2 separate regions of the Gossypium hirsutum genome follow, and region 1 is linked to region 2. A link is a contact called in public Hi-C data. All regions are on one chromosome and are shown on one strand. The core of a region is the stretch at or near the end of the contact, and the rest is flanking DNA. Distances in the headings are between cores, read along the strand shown.

Evidence for each region. Hi-C and Micro-C count contacts between places; a contact is called where the count stands out from the background.
Region 1: a Hi-C map of leaf shows a contact between it and region 2, with 2.4 times the contacts expected there. The contact joins two enhancer-like sites. A contact is called at or near these places in 2 of 34 Hi-C or Micro-C datasets (leaf and petal).

Annotation. Positions count from the first base shown.
Region 1 is chrD10:35,776,554-35,779,253 of Gossypium_hirsutum_v2.1, reverse strand. It overlaps the pseudogene LOC107914855. Among protein-coding and RNA genes, the nearest start is that of LOC121222819, 40 kb to the left of the region's middle. Within about 2 kb of position 1,348, at least 1 of the 9 cell types and tissues checked has an H3K27ac peak or open chromatin away from gene starts, as enhancers often do. A contact at or near this core is called in leaf, where this site is marked.
Region 2 is chrD10:35,479,096-35,481,795 of Gossypium_hirsutum_v2.1, reverse strand. LOC107914863 reads right to left here. Exons shown (of 15, transcript XM_041102560.1): 14 at 2,474-2,647; 15 at 1,567-2,377. The coding sequence ends at 1,874. Among protein-coding and RNA genes, the nearest start is that of LOC107914863, 12 kb to the right of the region's middle. Within about 2 kb of position 1,270, at least 4 of the 9 cell types and tissues checked have an H3K27ac peak or open chromatin away from gene starts, as enhancers often do. A contact at or near this core is called in leaf, where this site is marked.

The DNA.
Region 1 (2,700 bases), core at 99-2,598, 300 kb before region 2:
CATCTCGTATGATTGGTGTGATCACTAGAAAGGATTTGTTGATTGAAGAGGTACTTTTAGCTGCATCAGCTTTTTCTTAAGATTTTTAATTTGGACTCTATAGTAATTTGAACGTGTGATCTCTTATGTCACAGGAAACTGATTCAACTACAATGGAGCTCCAATCAACTAGTGTAAGGTCTCTCTGCTGCCTTACTTTCTGTTTACAAAATTTTAATTGACTGAGAACGTATAAAGTATGTGGAAATCCTAATCTCAACTTGACACCTGTCTAACCTCACCAAACAGACTTTAAAGCTATATCGCGGACTCTCTTTCAAGTCACTAAGGTGGTTATGTGCAAATCTCAAGGGTGGAATGAGAACTATAATCTGCCTAACTAATAATGTAGTGTGCAAGTCCACGTGTAGGCACAACAGTAAAAATCATTCAGTTTTGGTTTTAAGGTAGTATGCTCCTATCTCCGAAAATGGCCTTTCGAATTTTCTTTCTCCTACATGTCAACTAAAGTGTAAGATAGGTCTCTTTGACTTAATAACTAGTAACATCTTCAGATGTTAAGGTGCGTCTGAACTTGACAATAGAAACTCTATTAGTATTCCTATGGCAAGCATATATTATCTTGGTGTGTTCACGTTCTCTCTTCTGTAAGTGTTTCATGGGCATATATCTCCACATCAATTATCTAACTTGTCTGAGGGACCGAGCAACCTTTTTAGCTCGGACAGTGTAGGGTGAGTAAATATATTTTAATTCTGTGATTACTACTTAATAATTAAAATTTATTTTATATGAATATAAATATAAATATTAATCTTTAATATCTAATATATTTTATTATCTTTGGCATTTTCAGTATTTGCTTTGATTTCTGTTTTATTTTTAGGTTTAATGGTAGAGGTCAGCGACATGAGAAAAGATTGTTGGTAGGAAATGCAGATGCAGAGCGCCCACTTCTGAATGGTCTTTTGATTCAGGATCATGATATTCAACATCATACGTCTACTACATAACATATTACGGTTCTTCTCCTAAGCTCAAATTCTCATTTTCTACATAAATTTGTTCGAACGGTTAGGTTAGATCCGATATACCACACTGACTGGAACGCTGTATCATATTATTAGAAAATGAAAAATGTATAATAGCTTTGATAGGCAAGTTGTATTTAACGGATTATCTCTTCAATTTCATATCGGATTTCGCAAGTTTAAGTTGCTCACTCGGGAAGCTTGGTGATGGAGTTACAAATGGTTAAATTTTGAGTTCACACAACGTGTAAAGGGTATAAAAGACCGATTGATTGAGGGCGAAGACTTTTTGTGTAGTCAAGAATTGGGGTCTCATGATCACTAGTCAATATGTTTTTCCTTTTCTTGCACGCCTTTTATAGTTCATGGTTTGATACTTTGGGGTCCAATTCGGATAGTGATGTTGAACCGTTCAAAACCATTATCAAATCGGAAATCAGGATCGTTTGAATTTATTTAAAAAATCGATTTAATCGGTGTTTTAGTAGTTTTATGAATTTTTGTTTTATGTTTCATACATTATTTAGTCCAATTTTATCTAATCCAATAATTCAACCAAAGAAAAATTTAAATGAAAATGAAAAAAAAAAACAGAACAAGGAATGAGAAGAGAGAATCTGCACTGCTGAGAGAAACTTGATAAAACTATAAAAGAAAAAACTTGATGAAACTTGATGGTTCTGAGAAAAATTCTACAAAGCAAAGAGTGAAACTGAAAGATTTTGAATATATATCTCTATATATATGCAATATTGATGAAAGCATAAAGCAAATTTCAAAAAAAAAAAAAAAGAAAGATGAAGAAGAAGAAAGTGATTAAACAAATAAAGAAAAATGGAAGTGATAGATTGAGAAGGTGGCAGACGGCAGATAAAAAAACTAATGGTGAGCTTGGATAGGCGGTGCGTTTATCTGCGGTTAGTGTAAAAATAGCAGTGGCGGTGAGATTAGATACTGTAGCGTGAGACAAAAAGTAAACTAAACGCACCGCAACGCACCCAATCGCTCATCCAAACCCACTCTAAGGGAAGTTAAATATCCTAATATTTGGGTTATTGAGCCCAGTTAGATAAAAAGATGGATAATAAAGTATTGGGCTTGGTATGGTTTATTTTTAAAACTTTTAAATAAAATGAAAATTTAAAATTTATATATTATATAATAAAAATAAATTCTGGTTGGATTGCCAGTCTAACCGATTTGAATTGGGAATAGTGGTCTGGTGGATTTGACCACCAGTCCGGTTTAAAAGAGCATTGATGAAAAGCTTTTATTTGAGTTCCTTAAAAAGATTTGGTTTTTATTTTATTATTTTGAAAGGTTTAACTTTTACGTAAGTATTTGTTAAAAGGTATAGTTTTAATTTAAGCAGTTAATCTTAATAAATTATTAGGAAAATAGAATTGATATTACGTGTAGAAAAATAAATTAACAATTTGATAAAGATATTGTAAGGTCAATTATTGTATAGAAGATTGATTTATATGTTTTCTAAGTGTCTCCTATAGGTATTGTAAATTTGCTTTTAGTTGAAGGCATGAGTTTCCTTGATTTATCTATAGTTAATTTTGGTTAGGACTTTGGTTCTCCTGCTTTCAACTAAAAATGAAAAACATATTGATAGTTTTGAAGGAACATAGAAAGAGATGGATGATAGGAGATGCTATAA
Region 2 (2,700 bases), core at 21-2,520:
ATATATATTGAGCTTGGTAGGAATTTAAGCATTGAGAAATTGTTTAGTTTGATTGAATGGTATTATTTGGTTAATTAATAAAAATAGGGTATAAGTATGTTATTGAATGTATATCAATGTGTTTATGATCCTAGTTGAAATGGTATAAGGATGAATTGTTGATGCATAGTTAAAGATGACATGTTTTGATATTGGTTAGAATGCAGATAAGGCATATGAATTGGTATTTAAGATGTGAATTGGTATGGTTTGATAATAGATTGGAAATACCAAATGTAGAATTTGAAAATTTTCTATGAGGTATCGATGTTTTGGGAAGGGTATCGATACTTTAATAATTTTTTTTTATTTTTCAAAAAATCGAACTATAAAATAGTATTGATACAAGGGTAACGTATTGATACTTTGTAGAAGGTACCAATACTTTATAAAAGGTATCAATACCTTTGATTTTTGTTCGTTTTTTCTAAACTTCGAAGTTCAAATTGGTATCAATACCAAGTAGGGGTATTGATTCTTGATTTGAAATTTTATAAAATATTACAATTTGTCCATTTTTCTACTAACCTACTTGATACCTTAGCCTCGAATGAAGAAGATGATGGAAATAAAGTAAAAGGTTTCTTTCTAGCTAGATTAGTGCAACAAGATCTACTCACTTCTCCAGTAGCATAGCACCTTATTAATGCTTTTAACTCATTTTTTCATTGTTGAAAAAATTTGCACTTTAAGTCCCCTTACTTTTTGAATTTTACAATTTAGTCCCGAAATTGAATTCCATCAAATTAAAACATATTATAAGTCATCCTTATGCCCTTGGCTCTTACTTCCTCAACTTGATCAAATTACATTGTAGCCCTCTTATTTTTCAAAATTTATAATTTGGTCCCTTTGTACCAAAATCACATATTTTCACAATCATTCTCTCAAATTTCCTCTTCTAAAAATCAAAGCGATTCTTTAAGACTTCATTTATAGAACTTGTTTTCAAATTCTCTTCAAAATTTCGTTGTATTGAGTCTCAGAACAGTACCATTTACTGTACCAAAAGTTTGGGGGGTTACACAAGTGATTGAAATGTCGAGGTTCCAAATGAGGAAAATAAACCAGGTTAACAAAGAGAGACCATGGTTACCCTATGGACAAAAAGCATGTGTCTTCGAAGCGTTTGGACCGCTTCAAGGTTCCAAGGATCCCTAAAGTATTGACTATTGCATCGGGGGGGTCAGTGCCCTAGGCACGAAAGGGGCCTATTGCATGACTACTCGGTTGGCTTCCAGAGTTAACGAACTCTTCGGCCTCTTCTATGGATGAGGAGCTTCGGGGTATATCTGGGAAAGTTACTTCCTAAGCTTGGCAGGGAGAAACCTTCGATGGAGAGTTGATTCCCAAACTTTCCATCATTTCATATGCACAAAAGTAAGCAGTCAACATTATAAAAGCCCAGCTTACCTTTCCAGTGAAAAGGAAAATGAGCCACTCACCTGACAAGACAAGATTTCAGTCCCTAATAATTTTATCCCGTTCTCAATTATCAAAACATAAATAAATGAAAAGGAAGATGGCTAAAGCAAATATCATCAACCATATAACAGTCAGAGCAAATCAAAGAATTTTTGGTAATGGGTATCGCCATACAATCCCCTAATTGTGCCCCAAAAAAAAAAAAAACATTACATCTTTTTCCACCAAAAATTAAAAACAATAGACAATGAAAGCCAATGACACTATAACCAAATTTCTTAGCACATCACAAACCATTCTTTTTCTCCCCCCCCCCCTTTTTTGTAACATTTTACAAAGCTACGGATCCTATACTTAGTTACAAAAATAATACAATCCCCAGGCAGCTCAAACAAGCTCATCTTACCTTTCATCGACTGTTTCGAAAGAAGTTGAGATCCCAGCGACGCATCAAACCATCCATGATGTTATTAGAGGGGTTCCGTATAACTGTTACAGTGGCTTTTGTGCTACCTGACATGTCAGCATCAGATGAACTTTGGGTACTTGCTGATGTATCAGTTCGAGCACAGGATGTGCTCACTGTTTCCTCGGTTGACGGAGATCTATCAAATGCACGTCCCAAAGATGACATGCTAGTATCAGGGGATGCATGCTCCAGGCCAACATTGGAGCCATTGATTACTAAGGTGGATTGTGTCTCAAAAGGTACCTGAACATGTACCACTTGAGTGGAAGTGGATTCTAGAGGCAAGGAACTGGACTTTTCTGTGGTGGAACAAGTATCCCTGCCATTTATTTCATCTTTCTTTGCAGACTCTGAAGAATCAGCACAAGCCTTGGCTTGCTCTTCTGTCTGAGGTTGTCGCATATCTAAGTCTTTTAAGGACTCAATTATGGCTTCCATAAACATCTGAACCCATCAATAAAAAATTGATGAAGGGTTATACGTTGATTAAATAGCCATGAATTGTTTTGGACACAATGAAAGATGAGACTTTCAACTCACCCTCTCTTCTTCCTCCACATTACATGGGAAGCCTGTCAAGTCATCCAGTTGATATTCTACGTACTGATCATCATCCATTGTTGTTGGCACATGTGGGTCAAAGGGATGACCGTTGGATAATTCGAAACTTATCATATTGGATGATGATGAACCATTATCAACGGTATCTTTATCCTGCAGTAAATACTATTTGTCAGTGACACCTTCATCTTCCTCCCTCCCACATC